Regions from separate parts of the Hordeum vulgare genome. Here region 1 is linked to region 2. Evidence: chromatin contacts called from public Hi-C data. All regions are on one chromosome and are shown on one strand. The core of a region is the stretch at or near the end of the contact, and the rest is flanking DNA. Distances in the headings are between cores, read along the strand shown.

The links. Hi-C and Micro-C count contacts between places; a contact is called where the count stands out from the background.
Region 1: a Hi-C map of leaf shows a contact between it and region 2, with 2.9 times the contacts expected there. The contact joins the promoter of LOC123400178 here to the promoter of LOC123451995 in region 2. A contact is called at or near these places in 2 of 6 Hi-C or Micro-C datasets (both in leaf).

What each region holds. Positions count from the first base shown.
Region 1 is chr5H:165,759,901-165,764,425 of MorexV3_pseudomolecules_assembly, reverse strand. LOC123400178 (protein RETICULATA-RELATED 1, chloroplastic-like) reads right to left here and starts at 2,261. Exons shown (of 8, transcript XM_045094596.1): 1 at 1,792-2,261; 2 at 206-367; 3 at 20-112. The coding sequence starts at 2,181.
Region 2 is chr5H:164,820,048-164,824,007 of MorexV3_pseudomolecules_assembly, reverse strand. It overlaps LOC123451995 (U-box domain-containing protein 44-like), which reads left to right and starts at 2,681. Exons shown (of 5, transcript XM_045128565.1): 1 at 2,681-2,709; 2 at 2,797-2,861; 3 at 3,222-3,764; 4 at 3,849-3,960. The coding sequence starts at 3,234.

The DNA of each region.
Region 1 (4,525 bases), core at 1,012-3,511, 940 kb before region 2:
GAGCAAGACAAACATCTACCATCTCATAAGCCTGACGGAGACCAGCAGGTAAACTAATCATCGTTTTGCACCACTCTTGCATTACAGCATCTATAAACTCTTTATTAAAAAGCTGCAATAGAACAAGCAGTAATCAACACACAAGCCCAATCTTTTTCAGGATACGGATGCCGTTTCTCTGAATAGAAAATATCAGAAATTTCACCTCCTGTATAACAATTCGTCTCCTGAAAAGTCCACCATCTTCTTCCTCTCCATCATCAAAATCATCAAAGTAATCGTCATCATCTCCATCATCATCCCCACCATCACCACCACCATGGCCAATTCTCTTCCCAATATCTCCACCACCGCCACCTGTCGCCAGCTGCAATGTCCGGAGAAGCACATGATGGATGGTAAAAGCAAGGAGAACTTTGTAATTAAACTAGTCCCATATGTTCAATTAATACGTATATTTCAATACACCAACTAAAAATTGTGTACAAGTCATAGTTCATGATAAACTAGAAGGATTAAGCGCGCATTGCTACGCCGTTGGTGTTGTTGTGTTTTTATAAAATAAATTAGTCTATTTGTTTTTTAAATATAGGTGTATTAGAGACTTTTTAAGTCAAAGCTCTTGAAGTTTGACCAAATTTATAGAGAACTATATTAATATTCATAATATCAAGTTGCAATCATTAAATTCATCATGAAATAGATTTTCATATTTTGTTTATTTAGTATTGTGGATGCCCATATTTTTTACTCCAAACTTAGTCAAAGTTAAATAAATTTGATTTTTCAAGAAAAAAATACACCTTATATCTTGGAACCGAGGGAGAATTTGATTTGGCTAGTGTGAGAGGCGATGGCCTATGTTTTGTATTTTATTTATAATGCGGTGTTTTGATGGGTCTTTCGTGGTGTGATTATGTGTTATGTGCTAATTAACCGATATTTACATCGGAAAACTTTCCGTGTCACTGTCTGCATGTACTATTTTGGTGTTACAATAATATATTTCTAGGTGGCGAGGGGTGCACGGGACTGATATATTATTATAAGTCGGTTGCTACCGATTAATTTTAAAAATCATTGACCAAGTCAAAATCATGAACCCAATCCCAAATCGAATACCTCAATCGAATCAAAAGGCTCCAAAATTAAGGAGCATTGTGAATTAAAAGAATTGAATAAAAGAGCTTGTTGAGAAATTGTCAACCCGGTCAAAATTGGGTGACCAAATCCAATTGGAGACCTCAATTGATTGTGAGGCCTCCAATCCTAGGGAGATTAGTGATATAGCATATAGACATTGGATCCCTAGGTATTGATGTTTGAACCATTGGTGTGTACATTAAACATCATGCATCTAAAGTAGAATGCACAAACAACATTTATCAGTTAGTTTTTGTTGTTTCAATCCCAAACAGCACAAACTTATTGTGTTCTCCTGATTTTGGTATAGGTGATGAAGGAATTGTACAGCCCAATCCTAAGTTAAAAGGATGGAAAAGGAGTACTACTCATACTTACTAATCATCACAAATAATATATACCACTACTCAACACAAAAACACAAGGTTGTCCGCACCAACATGCCTTATCCGTTATTTTGGTATATCCCCATCCATTTGTACAGCCATCTGATTTCAGAGCGGGTTCCTACTCAATTCATATACAAGTGCCATGCTACTCAACAACGAGGGGGCAAGGACAACATATCTCTCAGAAATTCCCTAACATATCTCATAAATTCACTTGTTTTTGCAGTTTTAATCGACTAGAAATAACAGGAATGGCTACCTCGGGCATGATTTTTTTCTTGCGCTGCGATAGGTCAAGCTTGGCCTTCTCGAGCGTGACGGCCCCGAACGCACCGTACTGCTTCCCGCCCTTCATCGCCGGCGGTACGCGGGGAGGCGCAGCCGCGGGTGCCGCAGCGCCGGGGGCGGACGCCGCGAGGCAACGCTCCAGCGAAGAGGCTGCTTCGGAGCGATCGCCTCGCCCGGCGGCAGAGGGTGACGCGGCGGACGAGGCGCAGGCGGAGACGGCGAGGCCTAGCCCCCGCCGGCGAGGGGCACGATGGCGGCAGCGTGAAGGCAGGAGACGGAGGAGGCCGCTGGTGGGACTGGGATGGGAGGGGTGGCCGTGGGCGTGGGGGAGGTTAGGGTGGAAGGCGGCGAGGGACGCCATCCGAGAGAGAGAGGGATGGGGGGTAGCGGTCGACGCCCTCCAGGGTCGTGCCGTCGCAGGGCTTTATCGAAAGCGGGGGCTATCTTGTTGATCTAGGTGCTCTTACATGATTTTGTTTTCTCTCTTTTTTAAATAACCACATACTTCATCCGTCCGAAATTAGTTACCATAAAAATAATAAAAATAAATATATTTAGAACTAAAATACATCTAGGTACATTCATTTCTACGACAAGTATTTCTAAACAAAGGAAGTATATTTCATTTGATAAACATATTAATACTCCCTCCGTTTTTAAATATAAGGAGGTGTTTGGTTGGGCTTCCAGCCAGCTTCCGGCTTCGAAGCCAAAAGCTCCTATTTAGGGGTTTCCGGCTGCAGCTGTGGCTTTCGGCTACAGCTGTGACAAGGCCGAAAGCCACAACTGCAGCCGGAAGCACCTAAATATGAGCTTTTGGCTTAGAAGCCGGTAGACGGAAGCTGGCTGGAAGCCCAACCAAACACCCTCTAAGACTTTTTAAAAAAATTAGTATAGACTAGATACGAAGCAAAATGAATGAATCTACACCCTAAAATATGACTACATACATGATACATTCGTATGTAGTTTATAGTGAAATCACTAAAAGATCTTATATTTAGGAATGAAAGGAGTACATGTCTTTTTAAGGTTCCATTAGGCTGTGTTCGGTTGACACGGTTGTGAGGAGGTTTTGGCACGGATTGCATGGATCTAATCCACTACAAGTCAAAATCCCCTCAAATCCCCTTGACAAAGGGTGTAAGAGCATCTTCATCCGTCCCCCCCCCCCCGGACCCAACGGGTTTTCGGCTTGTGGGGCTCACATTCTGAGTCACACCCCTGAGTTTTGGCACCAAGGCGCACATAAAAATTCAAAGTTTTCTTTCGGGCGACCATCATGCCACAGGTCGGCGATCACCACCACAGGTTGGCGATCATCATGCCAATAGTTCAGCGATCAAGAAGGCGGGAGCCGCGCACATAGAACTCAAATGACAAGCTCCTCGTCTCCTTCAGGGGCGGGAGAGGTCGGCATATGCTTCGGGGTCGTAGTGCTCGGTGTTGGTGATGTGGTCGCATTCGGCGTCGACGCGGTCGCCACCAATCCTGGCATAAGGTTCAAGATGAGGTTCCGCTCTGCCAAGTACAATGCCTTCACTCGCGGGTCCATCGTCGTCATGTCACCTCCTCCCATCATGGACACCAGGTCGGTGTTGCGCTTCTTCGCGGCCACGTTGGTCTTAAGAAGGTCGAGCTTGGGGTCCTGCTTCGTCATCAACGCCGACCACCTCGCCTCGGACTTCTCCTCCCTCATGGCGGAGTGTCTCTTGGCATCGGTGATGCATTGTTCGATCGACGCCTGCAGCTGATGGGGATATGTACCTAGGGTAGGGTCATATAGGCCTGACCTACAGGTCCTACCTAAGGGCACAACATTAAGGACTTAAAGATTTCAAGGAAGATTCCGACTGACTCGCCATGAGTCACTCGGTAGAGCATCCACTCGGAGATTTACTCTATCCACTCGACAGAAGACTTCCACTCGGAAGAATATGTAGCGAGTCGACCGTAGAAGTTCAGAAGTCACTCCAGAGAGGCCAAAGGGCAGGCATTCGGTTGGTCATCATAAGTAATATTTATTACGTACGTTATCAGTAAGGCACACCTTTTTCTTCATTAATCGAACGCTTGGTTGCATGGGCCTTGATGAGGGGTAGCGCACTCTATATAAGCCGCCCCTCCCCTGTGGAACAAGGGTTCGCACCCCTTGTAACACACACTCCACACAACAAGAGCTCCTGAGCACTGAGACATAGGGTTGTTACCTCCACGAAAGGGGCCTGAACTCATACATCGTGTGTACAAGCTTGTTGTATGTAGGACTCTGTCCTCTCCTTCCGTACCCCTCAGCTCTACTGTCAAGTTCATTCCCACGACAGTTGGCGCCCACCGTGGGGCAGGCATCTAAGCAGCTTTCGACAAGTTTGCGATTTTCATTCTCCGTCATGTCTTCCGACAGCGATTCGTTCTTGGGCCGCGAGATCCGTCTCGGCGCGCTCGTCTTCATTGTCGATGACTCGGCATGGCTTCAGGAGGCGCCTCTTGACGTTGAGGCGCTCCCGATCCGCGGGGCAACGCACTTCCATGCAAGTTCATGCGGCGCTATTCTTCGGCAACCATTGACCCCAGTGTCGACTGTTCGCCCCGCTGCTCATCGCCACAAGGGATCCGGTCGCTCGCGACTCCAGCAATGGGTGAAACACGCAGTGGCTGGACATGCATCGTCTCCGCAGATTGCCGCAATCGAGCCCGTCGAATCA
Region 2 (3,960 bases), core at 1,432-3,931:
TTCGGAGCCCCCGCGTTGGCTGAAGATTGTGGGTTCGGCTGGTTCTCCAATTCCCCAGTCCCATTTCTGGGCAAGGAGGTTCACGTTCGTTTCCTGCAGTTGCCGGCAAAAAGGATTGTAAATACACCAAGGAAGCCACTGTTATTGTAAAAATAATTGGTGGACATCGGTACCTGGAAGAAGGGACGGACGCAATATTGCGTGCCGCCGCTTGTGCGGGAAGATGTTCCTCAGTCGACATGACCTCGGCTGGAGGAATGCGGGATGCTGTTCGGCGCGTGCTCCGACGACGTTTTGGAGCGGTCCCATGGCGAGTGGCCACCTTTCGCTAGCTCACCGAAGCTGGAAGAGATCTTCGGTTACCGGCCAAAAGGGCCACTACTTGTCTGTTGAGACTCTCCTGATAAAATACCCCATTTTCAAATATGATCGTGGGATCGAGGGTCATCATATCGAGCGTAGTTCTCGGGTTGGAGAGCAGGGAAGCTCACTGTATCGATCCAGCGTTTCCAATCCTACGAACAAAGGATCCTGAGTTTTTACGTTTAGTGGTAACACAGTTAGGAAAGGTAGCCGCAGACGTGTCTGTACTTACCCACGAGATGGGGTTGTATGATGCGAAGCCTTCTCGGAAGGTGAGACGGGAGAAGTCTTCCTTGTCCCCCCTTGAAAAAGTCAGCCATAATGGCCGCCAAGTCACCGCGGGTGTCCGGACCATGCCGCTTGCAACGTGTCAAATCATCTGTCCCGCTGTACTCCCATAAAGGATGTATGCACCGCTGGAGTGGCTGAACACACCTGGGGATGGCGGTGGCCAGCACTTGTACGATGGTCATGCCACCGTGAGCCAATATTTTTACCTTGGCGGTGAGGCACCTCACTTCCGGGCTCTCTTCTTCGGATTTACTCTTCGGACGCGAGCTGAATCGCTTCTTCAAGGGAGCCGCTGAGTATTCGGGAAGGCCTCGCCGGACTGGCTCGAATAAAGGGACGTCATCGATATAGAACCATTCCGAAGACCATTCATCGGTCTCTTCATTTGGTGTACCGACTGGGTATCCGGTGGCCGCTATGCACCACACTTTGGCGCTGCCTACTTCTTGGATGGAGGCTCCATTAGTCCGGGGAACAATGCAAAAGTACTTCCTCCATAAATTGAAATGAGGTTCGCAGCCTAATAACATCTCGCAGAGGGCCACGAAACCTGAGATGTGTAGGATGGAACCAGGGGATAGGTTGTGGAGTTGCAGCCCGTAAAACTCCAGCAGACCTCTCAAAAAAGGATGGATGGGAAATCCCAGCCCACGTAGCAGGAAGGAGGTAAAGCAGACCCTTTCGCCTTTTTGTGGAATGGGGGATTTCTCTGCGAAGTCCTCGCCATTATAGGCAGTCTAGCCGACACGCGTGGGTGCGAGGTCAGAGGAGGGAAGATACCCTTGGATTTCAAGGTCCCGCAACCGAAGCTGAGAAACGAAGCAACTGGCCGAGTCACCCGGTTGAGGGCCGAAGGGACGAGAGGAGGAACTCACCATGAATCTGGCTCCTAAGATTCTAGGGTTTCCTTGACCGCGCTTACGGGGAAAGAATGGAGGTATGGCCCTGGACCTGGGCCCTTGTTTACTTATAAATAAGGACACCTTCCCCCCACGTCTGTAAGAGACGGTTTCGCTGAATCATTGGGGCGCGTGCCAAAATTTAAGACACACGATACTCGATAGAATATTAAAGTTCAGGGACATGATTGAAGGTTATGGGTCTCGCGATACTTCGACATTTGAAGATTCGGCAAAGACTAGTTCGTCATGCTACAAATCGGAAAAGGAACTCGCCTTTCCTCGATTACCAAATATGTGAAAAGCTGTCGAAGACTCTACGTAAGGGCATGGAAGGCTAGTTCATGGGCTACCGAGGGAGTCCTGGACTAAGGGGTCCTCGGGGCGCCGACCCATGGACCGGATCATCAGAGTCCGGATGGTTGATGACTTCGTACGAAGGAAGGAAGGCACCGAGGATTGACGTGGACTCCAAGCTTAGAAGGACTAGGTCGGCTCATCTATTCCCGATTATAGTCGGTATCTTGTAAACCCTAGGGACCCTGGTGTCTATATAAACCAGGGACCCGTGTCCGTATAGGAGAGGCTGAATCATCTAGGATTTAACGCATACGATTTTGAGGTAGATCAACTCTGTAATCATCTTCATCAATACAATCAAGCAGGACGTATGGCATTACCTTCATAGAAGGGCCCGAACCTGAGTAAACTACTGTCTTTCCTCTTTTCGTGCAACCGATCGATCTAAGGTCCACAGTTTTGTTGCGAGAAATAGAAGGCGTTGGATAGAAACGAGCGGTTGATACGGCGCCCTCCTGTGCGGCTTCGCTTACCCACTCAAGCAGTCTAGCTGACTAGTAAGCAGCAACAGGGCACCAGCATTCGTCGCCGAGAAGTATCTCCCTTCCGCTCCCCTCTCCCCTAACCCTCCCCTGGTCTCGCACTCCGCCTCACTGGCCCGCCTCCGCCGTCTTGTAATTTCTCCGTCCGGCAGATCCCTCCACGGTTCCACCCGGACCCCTCTGCCATATCGATCTGCTTCTCCTCCCCGCCGGCCATGGCTGGGTAGTGCCGCCGCAATCGTGCGAATTGCGGTGGCTGGTCGTATTTGCTCTCCGTTGAGCCACCAATTCCGCGTCTCCTAATTCTTTCCGAGGTACGCGCCCTGTCTCTGATGGTCCTGTGAACATCCCTCGTCGCTACCTCCTGCTAATCATCGATTTAACAATACTGCTCTCAGCAGGTGCTCCCCAGCCGCCGCCGCCTCCACTAACTGCGCCTCACTTTCCTATTACTCGTGGATTTGAGGTAAAATCCGTCCACAGGCATCGATATGTGATGGAAGTGATGCCAATTTAGGTATATGTAATCGGTGTTGGGAGTAGGAGACTGGTTTGCTTTGATTTCTTACTAGTATAGAAAAATGATTATTGAATTTGGGGTAATGAGTGCAATATATTCACATGAGAAATATATGTACCTTATGTCGGATATTTTGCAGCAACTTTTGAATGTTTGGCATTTCCTAGGCTTTAGGATGACGATCTCAATATCTTTTGCACGCTGGTAGTAATCCATTCCAATTGTTGCATGTCTTTCATTCCTGGCCTGTCTCTTATGAACCTACTATATATATCTCTGATTTCTTCCCTCTGAATTTGTATGCAGTGCCGTGGTGTGATGGCAGATGTTCAAGATGGTCAGTATGATTCGTCCACTGACAGCTTGCGCGTTGAGCCTATTTATGAATCATTTCTTTGTCCACTGACAAAACAAATTATGCGGGATCCTGTCACTTTAGAGAGTGGTGCTACATTTGAACGTGAAGCCATTTTGAAGTGGTTCAAGGAATCTGATAGCAGTGGAAGGAGCCTTGTCTGCCCTATTACTAGGAAGGAGCTCAGCAGCACTGAGTTGAATCCAAGTATTGCTCTGAGAAACACTATTGATGAATGGATGCATAGGAATCAGGCAGCTAAACTTGATGTAGCCCGTAAATCCTTAACTTCTGAGAATTCAGAACATGATACTTTGCAAGCACTTGAATATGTTGTGGAGATATGTCAGAGAAGTAGATCCAGCAGACATGTAGTGAGGAAGCTTGGCTTGATAAGCTTAATTTCTGAGCTGTTGAAGAATAGTAGTACAAAAGTACGGCAAAAGGCATTGGAAAGTCTTTGCTTTATAGCTAAAGATGACAATGATAACAAGGTGCTTTTTTTACGAATCTACTTTCCATAGTTTTAAATTTGTCACCAATCTTGTGTTTCTAATATCCCAGATTTTTTTTCACAGGATGAGATTGCTGCCGGGGACAACATTCGCACAATAGTGAAGTTCTTATCTCATGGCCACGTCCAAGAGAAAGAACAGGCTGCATCTCTGTTATATGAACTTTCACAATATA